Regions from separate parts of the Mus musculus genome. Here regions 2 and 3 are each linked to region 1. A link is a contact called in public HiCAR-type and HiChIP or PLAC-seq data. All regions are on one chromosome and are shown on one strand. The core of a region is the stretch at or near the end of the contact, and the rest is flanking DNA. Distances in the headings are between cores, read along the strand shown.

The links. HiCAR-type assays count read pairs that join an accessible place to other places. HiChIP or PLAC-seq counts read pairs in DNA pulled down with a chosen protein or histone mark.
Region 2: a contact with region 1 is called in an H3K4me3 HiChIP or PLAC-seq map of embryonic stem cells, with 17 read pairs. The contact joins the promoter of Zswim5 here to the promoter of Plk3 in region 1. A contact is called at or near these places in 1 of 39 promoter capture datasets (hippocampal neurons), 6 of 484 Hi-C or Micro-C datasets (embryonic stem cells and nephron progenitors), 13 of 115 datasets of contacts at active chromatin or transcription factors (astrocytes, craniofacial prominence, effector CD8 T cells and 7 more) and 2 of 9 other capture datasets (adipose tissue and pancreatic islet).
Region 3: a contact with region 1 is called in a HiCAR-type map of embryonic stem cells, with 2.5 times the contacts expected there. The contact joins the enhancer-like site here to the promoter of Plk3 in region 1. A contact is called at or near these places in 6 of 115 datasets of contacts at active chromatin or transcription factors (astrocytes, bone marrow-derived macrophages, embryonic basal ganglia and 2 more).

The regions. Positions count from the first base shown.
Region 1 is chr4:117,132,247-117,135,944 of GRCm38.p6, reverse strand. It overlaps Plk3 (polo like kinase 3), which reads left to right and starts at 1,982. Exons shown (of 15, transcript NM_013807.3): 1 at 1,982-2,293; 2 at 2,443-2,550; 3 at 2,640-2,756; 4 at 2,911-3,040; 5 at 3,131-3,218. The coding sequence starts at 2,081.
Region 2 is chr4:116,876,038-116,880,036 of GRCm38.p6, reverse strand. It overlaps Zswim5 (zinc finger SWIM-type containing 5), which reads right to left and starts at 2,635. Exons shown (of 14, transcript NM_001029912.2): 1 at 1,974-2,635. The coding sequence starts at 2,577.
Region 3 is chr4:116,765,058-116,768,717 of GRCm38.p6, reverse strand. The region is part of intron 3 of Tesk2 (testis-specific kinase 2); the gene reads right to left. Among named protein-coding and RNA genes, the nearest start is that of Toe1, 41 kb to the left of the region's middle. Within about 2 kb of position 1,822, at least 11 of the 459 cell types and tissues checked have an H3K27ac peak or open chromatin away from gene starts, as enhancers often do. A contact at or near this core is called in embryonic stem cells, where this site is marked.

The sequences.
Region 1 (3,698 bases), core at 733-3,232:
ACTACCTTCTCCGCCAGGGAAATTGCTAAGCATAGCACCTAGGACTTTCCTGCCCACCCCTATCATTTAAACTACTAATATTTCTCCTGGTCTTAGGCTTTTTGGGACGTGTGTGTGTGTGTGTGTGTGTGTGTGTGTGTGTCCATGTCTTCACAGTATGTACATGCAAGATGAAATGCAGATGAGACCAAAGGCAGGGACGGCCGTATGCAATAATCCCAACAAGATAGGTTATGATCCAGACCAGACACTGGGGAAGGAGGGAGCTGATTCACAGCTGTATGTGTGTGTTTGTTGGTTTTTCTGGGTGCTCCTTGTTTACTTCCGTCTTAGCACTTTTCACAGCCTGTAATTACTTTATTTATGTACTTAAGTCTGTTTCCACAATAGAGAAACTGCAGAAACTAAGTAAGGGCTGCAGCCTTGGCCATTCTTATTGGTAGCAGCGCCTGCCACTTTGCAGATGTTTTCAGTAAATCTGAGGTCTGAATGTATGGCTCCAAGTGAAAACGAAGGCTACACAGCCAGCAGGAGATCTGTGACCCCTGGAGAAAGTTTAGGGATTAAGATTCCACTGGGGAAACTAGGCAGGTGGTGGCATACTCCTTTAATCCCAGCACTCTGGAGGCAGAGACAGGCAGCAGATCTCTGAGTTGGAGGCCAGCCTGGTTTACAGAATGATTCCAGGACAGCCAAGTCTACACAGAGAAACCTATTTCAAGGAAAAAAAAAAAAAAAAAAAAAGATTTCACATCGAAGCCGGGCAGTGGTGGAGGGGCAGAGACAGGTAGGAAGTCAAGGCCAGTCTGGTTTACAGGTCGAATTCCTGGCTTCCTGGAAACTCTGTCACAAAACAAAACAAAAACCAAAACAACCCTCCACAACACCCCCCCCCCAAAAAAAAAACCCACACAGAAAAAGATTCCACATAGATCATAGATTCCTGCCACCTACTTGAGTTTATCTGTAATGGACTTCAAAGCTAACTGCCCAGTTGCAGGTCTCTAGCACCTAAGAGTGTCCAGTTCTCATTCCTCACTGTCTGGCCTTTTGCCTGCTGACTCGGTGCAATAGGTATTTTTGAGAATATGATGGGGAACTCAGGGTCTGGGGCAGAGGTACAGGTCTGGAGTCCCATCATGTCAAAGGTGAAGACAGAAGGACCTCGAGTTCAAAGCCAGCCTGGATCACATGACAGCTACTCTGCCTCAGCTCTCCTTTCCCTCAGAAGAATAATAAGGTAGAATTGGGTAGCAGAAGATGTAGCCTGGAACATGGTGAAAAACAGTGAATACTGGGAGGCAGGGGCAGGTGGATCTTTGATTTCAAAGCCAGCCTGGTCTACATAGTGGGTTCTGGGACAGCCAGGGCCACACAGAGACACCCTGTCTTGGAAAAACAAAACGCAAACATAAAACCTTGAATACCAGGCTCTGTTCCACAAACCCATTGCACAGTCCCAGACCAGGTAAATCGGGCTCTGCAGCGTGCTATTCCACAGTCCCCGAAGAGGGCAGCATGCTCTGTACCAGAGCAAGAGATGCTTGCAGGAAACCACCTGTGTTGGTGATGTGCACTGAGCAGTTTGCAACACCCCTGTCTTTCCTCCCCAGTTTGAATGCTAACCCTTACTGTTGCTCGAAAGAGGCCTCCGGATAACTGGCCTCCACTCCGACTTCAGCACACATTCTAAGGATGAAGGGGAAAAAAAGAGTCACTTGCACTGGGTAGCCTAGAGAAACGGAGCAGGGTTACACCTGCCAGGCGACTAGCTCAACCGGGGCTCCTTTAAGGCCAGAGCAGGAGGAGTGGCCTTTAAGAACGCCCAGGCAAGGGAAGATCTTTCAGGTGACGTAAGGCGGAGCAATGGGCGTGGCCTCTCCAAGCCTGGCAGCCAGGAAAGGGGCGGAGCTCGAGATGACGAAACACCGGGGAGGGGGCAGGGGTTCATTGATAAAAACGTCGGACTCCCCCTTGCCCTGGCGCGATCGCAGCGTAGAGAAACCAGGCAGCGCCACGCGCGGCCGGGGCCGGGCGGAACCGAGAACCAGCTCGGCAGGCGCTGCGCCGCGCCGTCCGCATGGAGCCCGCCGCCGGCTTCTTGTCTCCGCGCCCCTTCCCGCGCGCGGCTGCCCCGTCCGCGCCCCCCGCCGGCCCGGGGCCGCCTGCCAATGCCTCCCCGCGATCGGAACCTGAGGTGCTGGCCGGGCCACGGGCGCCGGATCCTCCTGGTCGCCTCATCACCGACCCTCTCAGCGGCCGTACCTACACCAAGGGTCGCTTGTTGGGCAAGGTGGGTCGGGGCTCCGGGGTAGCGTTGACGGAGGTGGAGGGGAGCTCTGCGGACCCGACCGGGCCACTCCGGAGGTGGAGAGGAGCTCTACGGGCCGGATCCGGCCACTCCGGAGCGCCCAGATCGATGATGCAGCTTCTTCTTTCTAGGGGGGCTTCGCACGCTGCTATGAAGCCACTGACACCGAGTCTGGTATAGCCTACGCGGTCAAAGTCATCCCACAGAGTCGCGTCGCCAAGCCGCATCAGCGCGAGAAGGTGGGTCCAGGCCCTGCGGTCCAAGGGATGGGGAGGGGATGGTGGCGTGGGAACCCTGGAAAGATGAGGATTTCACTCCCCTGTCGCAGATCCTAAATGAGATAGAGTTGCACCGAGACCTACAGCACCGCCATATCGTTCGCTTTTCACATCATTTCGAGGATGCTGACAACATATACATTTTCCTGGAGCTCTGTAGCCGAAAGGTCCGGAATGGGGGCGGGGTGGGTTCATTGGGAACAGGGGTAGGGGAGGAAGCGGGTTCTTAAGATCCAAAGCTGTTCTTGTCATCTTTAGCAAACACAGATGGAGGGAGGGTCTGGGAAGGCAAGCGGGGTCTGAAACAGTGACTTTCTGCAGTCCCTGGCCCACATCTGGAAGGCCCGACACACCCTGTTGGAACCAGAGGTTCGCTACTACCTGCGCCAGATCCTTTCTGGCCTCAAGTACTTGCACCAGAGGGGTATCTTACACAGAGATCTCAAGCTGGGTGAGATTCCTGCGTCTGGTCTGAAGGGTGGAGACCTGCGGAGGGATGAAAGGCGTTAAGAATCTGACGCGTCTCTCTGCTACTGTCTAGGAAATTTTTTCATCACGGATAACATGGAACTGAAGGTGGGGGATTTTGGGCTGGCAGCTCGATTAGAGCCCCCAGAGCAGAGGAAAAAGTGAGTGAGGGGATGGTGGCCACAGCCTGTTTGTGACACAGATGATGTACAAGGTGACCAGATATGTACTTGGGATAACCAGGGAAGGGGTAATGATGGGTTTTCTGTATGTGTGACAGTAGAGGTGGCAACCTAGGTCACTGGGTTAGGTGAAGAAGGACAGCAATCTTATGAGTGTATGGCACAGATGGGTGTCTAGGATTTTTGGAAATGTATGGGGAAAACATAGGCTAGGCAGTCAGCATGTGTAAGACACTGAATGGGAATGACAGATCATGATGGTACCGTGATACCTTGTGTGTGTATGTGACCCTGCTGTGGTCACTGGGACAGGGTGTGTGTAACTAGCATGTGAGGCAGGTGAGTCTTTATGAAGGTTATGACAGCTGGTGTTGGCACAGACAGTGGGAGGTGACAGCCTAGTGAGTATTTGCAGATGGGAGTGGGGGGAGGGCTCAGTCATGGACCCTCTGTATTGAC
Region 2 (3,999 bases), core at 1,386-3,885, 260 kb after region 1:
ACTGGTACAAGTTCAGGTCAGAGAAAATAAATATCACAAAGTGCAAATTCTCAAACATAGTATCAATTCATTCTTTCTTTAGGAAATCCAAATAAATCAGACATTTGTGTCCTTCTCAGGGTCCCTGAAATGCCTGGGTATGAGTCCATTACCCCGTAAGTACACCAACTATCATTTTAAAAGAGGAATATCTGATTTAAATATTATCTGGATCATCCTCTAAATCTGATTTCACTTGGAACTTGACATTTTAATCACTCTAAAAATAGGTACCTCTTGGGGCTGGAGTTACAGCTCTATGGTAGCAGGCTTGCCTAGCATGCCAGAGGCCCTAGGTTCAATTCCCAGCACTGGGAGGGTGGGGGTGGGGAAATAAAACTCATCTCCCTTATATGTTCCCTTAAAATTTGAAATTCTTTCAAACCCATTTCTATCCCTAAGACAACCACTTGAACTAACTTTTACCAATTTATAATGTTTTAAATAAGAATCTTTAAAAGTTAACTGTCCTAAGCTCTCAGAAAGATTAAAGCTTATAGATTAATAAAATGAAACACATTAATTTTCATGTTTTCAACACTTCAATATTAAAGCTGTCTACCCTAATTGCCTATTTATCCAACTCATTCTTTCTAAAATATACACAAATACACAAAGCACTAGCATCTTTCAAATAAGCAGAATGAATATTCATTTCATATTTATTTAAAAATTATAATATGCTTTTTAAAAATACGACAGAATCTATTCATTCTTAATAACTAGGAGAGACTGTTCTATGTAAGAAACTGTGATGTACTAGTTTTCAAAGGAAAATAATTCCAAATATGTTGGTTTTACCTGAAGAGAAGACAGCTGGATGTTTGGATTTATATATATGCATGTGTCCCTGAGCCTGTGAAATGTCCTTCATTCAACTTTAGAGAAATCACTATTTCCCTTAGTAAATATAAGCATATAGTGTACAATAATGTGCATAGAGATGTGCACTTCCAGAATGCTATAATAATTCAAATAGGACCCCCCATAAATGTTTTAATATTATGCATAGCAAATCAATGTTAAACAATGTCGTTTCTTTCTTCCTCCGTAATCATTTCACAAATCAGGTACACTTTAAATACTTAATAAGATTAACAAACTAACTAGACGCTCAAGAGAACGAGTAGATTTTTTAAAATCAGTTTCCATTTTTGTACAAACAAAAAGATAAAACAAAAGCGAATACGAGGACGCGTTAAATGAAAGCATTTGAAACATCCAACGTGACTGGCTTTTGATTTACCCCAGTCTGACAAGGAAGGCAGACCCCGCCCCCACTCCAGATTGTGTAGCTTTTTTCCCCCTTTCCCATGGATGGGGGTGTAGAAAAGAGAAGCTGTCACATTTCCATCTTCCGTTATTGTTAATCTGCAGCCTAGATTCCCAGGCATCACTGGTCGGGGGGAGGGATATTAAAACAGACAATTTAAATTGTCTAAAATGCACAGTATTCTGTTGCTTTTTCCGATGTGAAAGTTAATTACACTCAGATTCAATCTGCTATAACTACAGATTGACTGTGACAGCCTGTCCCTCAAACATTCCCTCTAAAACCTATTGCTCCCTTTCCCTCCTTTCCCTCTAAACTTAAATCAGTAAAACGCGTTTCGAAAAGGGCACATCACACGGTTATTCCTTTAGTATGAGAGTATAGGGGGGAGAGAGAGAGAGAGAGAGAGAGAGAGAGAGAGAGAGAGAGAGAGAGAGAGAGACCTACTCGCTCTTCAAACAAAAAGAAAAAGAAATAGGGCAGCCGGTAGGGGAAAGAGCAGTAGTGGACCTGAAGGAAACCTTGGGAAAAGTTTTTTATGCCACTTTTTTGTCCTTGGCGGGGATGCCGGAGTTGGGCAGAAAGCCTGGGTTTTGACCCAGGGCTTGGGAAGGCACCTGCAGAAGAGGCAGGGGGCCGAGAGGGGCCGGGCAGCACCTACCGACTTGAAGCACGTTCTCCACGGAGCCGCTGTCCAGCAGACGGATGCCCCGGCGGAACGGCAGCCCCTCGCCGCCGCCGCAGCCGCCGCTCGCCGTTCCAGTCCCAGCGCCCAGCCCGGGGGACGAGCCCGCCCCGGCGGCCCCGGGGGCGGAGCCGGCCGGAGCGGCGGCCCCGGGGGGTGGCGGCGGCCCCTCCTCGACCGGCGAAGCCCCCGCCGCGCCGGCAGCCGCGCCGGCTCCCGGGCCGCCCCGGTACTGGAAGCTGGAGTACATGCAGATCTCCCGCTCATTCCGCGGGAAGGACCAGTAGACGATGCGGCGCTGCACCGGCTCCGGGATCCGCTCGAAGCGCTCCTCCACCCGCTCGTACGCCCACTTTTCCGCCACCGTCTTGGCGGCGCAGTCCAGCAAGGACTCCGGCTGCAGGTGGGGGCGGGCCCCGGGGGCCAGGCAGCCGCCGCCGCCGCCCCCCGCCCCTCCGCCGGCTGCCCCGGGAGTCCCGCGGGGGTGGTGAGCTTGCGGGCTGGGCCAAGAGCACAGCCTCTTGGCCGGAGAGATCGGCGGCGGCGAAAGCAGCTCCTCTCGCTCACCTCCTTCCGCCATTGCTGGGGACTGACTGACTGACTGATTGAGGCGGAGGCGGCTGCTCGGGCTGCGGCGGAGACCCCAGCCACGGCCACGCGCCCCGCGCAAGCGCCCAGCGGCGGCGCTGTGGGGAGGGGGCGGGGCGAACGAACCCACGAGCCCGCCGGCCCGAGTGGGAAGCCGGGGCGCCGGTCCCGTGCTCGCGCCGCTCGGGCCGGCGCTGGTTGGCCTGAGGACCAGCGCGAGGCGACGCGCGCCGTCCGGGGCCGCCGCGGGCGCGAGGAGACGCGGGGGCGAGCACAGACTGCGGGCGCGCTCCGGGCGCAGCCAGCCCGGAACACAATCCGAGCGCTCGTGCGGGGCCGCGGGCCGCCAAGGACGAGGAGCGCCCGGCACCAGGTGCCTCCGGCGCACCTGCGGGCGGGCGAGGATGGCCGCGTGGCCAAATGAAAAGACCCGGCCGCCAGCTGTCGCCATGAAGTAACAGGCTTGAGGGGCATGAGGAGAGGAAACAACTCCAGTGAGGCTCCTGCAGCAGACAGAACGGACAAGCGACTGTCGCAACCCAAGGGGCACCAACCAAGCAGAAAGATGCTAAGAAGGAAGCCACCGGGTGGGAGTAGAGGGTAGAATCAAAAAGTTCGCGGGATGAAAACTCTCCCCGTGTCACAATATAGGACAGCATCGGCGTCCCCGCCGGCTCAGAAACTGGCTAAGTCCATCAGCCAGTCCGAACAATGGGGCGCCAGGACCTCACTGCTGAGGCAGCAGCACCCTCGTGGGGTTCTTTGAGGGGTTTAGCACCTTGCATCCTACAGGGGGCGGGGGGGGGGGGAGGAACCAACACTTTTGTGTAGTTTCTGATAGAATTCTCTGATCCCTTACCTCGGGTTTAAATTAGGATTTTCATGTTTTTCTTGTCCGTCTTCTATTCATTCCCCTGAATTTACCTAAAATTTAATGCGTCTTTTGTTATTTGATGTCTAACTGCCTAACTCCATAACAATGAAGGTCATGTCCATTTTCTTCACTGTGGTGTCCCCTCACCCAGGTACATTAGTGGGTACTCACGAGTGACAACTTCAACAGTAACTTCTTCATAAACACGGAGTTGTGACATAATCACTACAACTTTTAAAAAGTTCCAGGAACTGTATTAGAAAACATCCTATAGCTGAGTTCAGCTAGAGAGAGTAGTACAAAGAACGAATAAGAGAAGGTAGACTGCAGCCAAATTAGTTTGGTTTTGCAGTAATCTCTGAAGAAAAGAGCTCCGGCTATAACCTAGATGTGAATCGCTCTTAATGGTCGTGTGGTGCTAATCACGACTCATGATTTGTAAAAGGAAGCTGACAACAATATCTGTGCATATAGCATGTAAGAATTAAATATGTGGTCAATTGCTTCTTTCATAAACATTTTCAAAAATAATATTTCAGA
Region 3 (3,660 bases), core at 573-3,072, 370 kb after region 1:
TCGCATCAACGGAGACCATCTGAGTCTGAAGTCAGACTACAACTGGGTGTGTGTTTTCACACCCAAAACAGAAGTAATTACGATTGCCTAACTCCTATAGCCACTGTGAAGAGGAAACAATCATAATATGAACTAGAAAGTATAGTTATTCTATGGCATAACTGATTCCCCCACTTGGAATATTAAGAGAGTACAGTGTGAACTGGTGTGGCACCCCAGCAGGTAAAAGCGTCTGCCACTAGGCTGAACAACTTGAGTTCTATCTCCAAGACCAATACTGTGGAAAAAAAGAACAGACTCCTGCAGGTTATCCTCTGATCTCCTTATCACACACACACAGAGCAAGTAAATAAATAAATGTTTAAAAACATTAAAAGCAGGGCTGGCTGGAGAGGTGGCTCAGTGCTTAAGAGCACTAGCTGTTCTTCCAGAGGACCCAGGGCTCAAATTCCAGCACCCACACGGCAGCTTACACCAGTCTTTAATTCCAGTTCCAGGGGATCCGACATCCTCATAACAGATGTATATGCAAGCAAAACAGCAATGCACATAAAATAAAAATAAGCATTGAAGCCGGGTGGTGGTGGTGCACACCTTTAATCCCAGCATTTGGTAGGCAGAGACAGGTGGATTTCTGAGTTCGGCTACACAGAGAAACCCTGTCTCGAAAACAAAACAAACCAACCAACCAAACAAACAAACAAAAAAAACATTGAAAACTTTTTTTTTTTAATTAAAAAATAAAAAGAAGTGCAGATCTTGAGCTTGGGCGATGACAACAGGTAAACAGCCTACTTCGAGGCCTGATGACCTGAGTGCCATCCTTGGAACCCACACAAAGGGAGGAGAGAGCCAAATCCACAAAGCTGTCCTCTGGCTTCCATACACAGTATTAATACTACTAATAAATACCTCTTTAAAAGAGTCCAGCTCCTAGCTCCTACGCTCCCATGGACAGTGTGGGTCACACACAGTGTTCTGTGTAAGCAGTTACTGAGTGAGAGGTCATAACCACCCAATCAGTGAGCTTGATTATAAAACAGCATTTTACTGCCACTATGTACTGAGACCTTGTCTCCAAAGGCATAAAGAAAAGAAAGGAGGAATATTTCCAGGCAGGCACTAGGCTGGGAAGCCAAGATGTATTTGATTTATTTAATTAGTATTTATAAAGAAGTCAGGCAATAACATCCTATCACTCACAGAACACAACCACAGGCACAGACATCATATGACAGTCTTCTACCTGCTTTCTTTCCCACCCTGCTTTGGCATCATTATATCACAATTAGGAGCATTGCTTTTCTACCTGACCTCATTCCTTACACAGCCGACTAGCACTGATACACTCAAAGTGGTGTCATTGGGCTGGGAGCATAGTTTGATGGGTAGAGGTCTTGCCTAGCATAAACATAAATTGTGTGTGGTGGTGTATCTTTATAGTACCAGCCTACAAAACGTAAAGGCTTTGAGTCATCGAACTCTAAGGCCAGCCTGCTCTATGCACAAGTTCATTTCCACATTAAAACCTGAAAAGCCATCTAGATATGGTGGCATGAACTTGCAGTTCCAGCACTTTGGCTGCAGCAGCAGGACTGTAAGTCCAAGGTCAGTGTGGGCTACACAGTGAAACCCAGTCTCAAAACAGGAGGCACTTAAATAAAACCACACTCTTCCTGATTCATTCTGAGCCTCTCTTCCTCCCTTTCTTTGTTTTAGTTTATTTTGTTTTGTGCGTCTGCTGTTGTGTTGTTTTCTGTAGCACAGGGTGGATGGGCTTGAATTTACAATGTATGTGTGGGTGGCCTTGAACACGTGCTCCTCCTGTGCTACTGCACCTAGCTTCTGAATGATTGCCCACTCCCTCCTCAATCATGAGAGCCAGCATTTACTTAAGTGACTCAGAATGAAGCTGTGCTCTTTTCTTTTCTTTCTTTTTTCCCTTTTCTTTCCTTTCTTCCTTCCTTTCTTCCTTTTTTTCTCTCTCTCTTTCTCTTTCTCTCTCTTTCTTTCTTTCAAGACAGGGTTTTTCTGTGCAGCCTTGGCTGTCCTGGAACTTACTATGTAGACCAGGCTGGACTTAAACTCAGAAATCCGCCTGCCTCTGCCTCCCAAGTGCTGGAGGTTAAAGGAATGCACCACCATTCCAGGCCTTGGAAGTGCGTTCTTAGGCAAGTGCTTAAAAGCTAGTGAGGGCTCAAATTTGTTATTTTCAGTTTTATATTATATACTGATTCATATCAAGAAGAAAATTGGGATCTTGTTTTATTTTTATTTATTTATTTTTGGTGTGTATGTGTGTTTTTGTGTGTGTACATAGGTACACTATTCCAAATGTGCTGGTGTGTGTGTGTGTGTGTGTGTGTGTGTGTGTGTGCGCGAGTACAGATACAGTATTCTATGTGTGCACAGTAAGAGATCAGAGGTCAACATCAGGTCTCCTCCCATCGCTCTCCGCCTTAATTCTTTTAAAGACTTCTTATTGGGGCTGGAGTGATGGATGGCTCAGTGGTTAAGACCAATAACTGCTCGTCTAGAAGACCAGTTCTCAGAACCACAATTATCTATATTCCAGTTATTAGGAACCCAACATCCTTTTCTGACCTCTATGGACACTGCATACATGTAGCACATTTACATATAAGCAGGCAAAACACTCATATACATAAAATAAAAAATTTTTTTAAACTTTAAAAAATTACGAGCACTGGTTCCTTTGGTTCCTGGCACCCACATGGTGGCTTACAACCATCTGTAACTCCCAGTTCCAAGAGGTCTAATACCTTCTTGTGACCTCTGTGGGAACCAGACATTCACTTGGTACACACACATATGCACATGCTGGTAAAATGCATATACATATAAAAAAAGATTAAAATAAATAATTTAAAGGAACAAAACCCAACCCCTTTCCTTCCTGAGCTCCTGGTTACTGAAAGTTTTACAGCCCTGATTGCGGACTAAATTCCTCAACGTGTTACTCAGTACTGAGAGCAGGGCATGGTGGCACAAAGGTACAGCCTCAGCCTGTGGGAGCGGGACTCAGAAGACAACAGTTCTAAGGTATTCTCAGGTCCACTGAAAGGCCGAGGCCAGCTGGGACAACATGAGATTCTGTCCCCAAAGACCTAAAAATGAAAAATAATAAACACAAAAACTGCAAAAGGTCTGAACGTTCTGGTCCAGCCCTCCTTATCTCCTATCACATCTAACATCATTCTTTATTGTAGTTATATAACTTGCCACTCCTGCTTAGGGTCTAAGTTCTCATACGTTTACACTGTTGCTTGAAGAAGTATTTTTGGAACCTACTTTTCAAAAATTCTACCAATCCTTTAAAATTTAGTTAAGGACATCTCCAAACAAGCCAGGTGTGGCAGTACAGTTGCTTTATCCCATCACTCTAAGGTAGGTAAATCTATTGAATTTGAGGCTAGTCTGATCTACAGATCAAGCTCCAAGACAGTCAGCGATACATAGAGAGACTCTGTCTCAAAAAAAAAAAAAAAACAAAAGCAAGAAGAACAACAAAAATCTACAAGTAGTGTTAATATAGCAAACATGGCATCTGCTGGGCTACAGTGAGGCCACATATTATGTCGCTAAGTTCCTCACATTGGTTGAACCTCGTGGGACAGACCTGTAGCTCCAGCTGCTTAG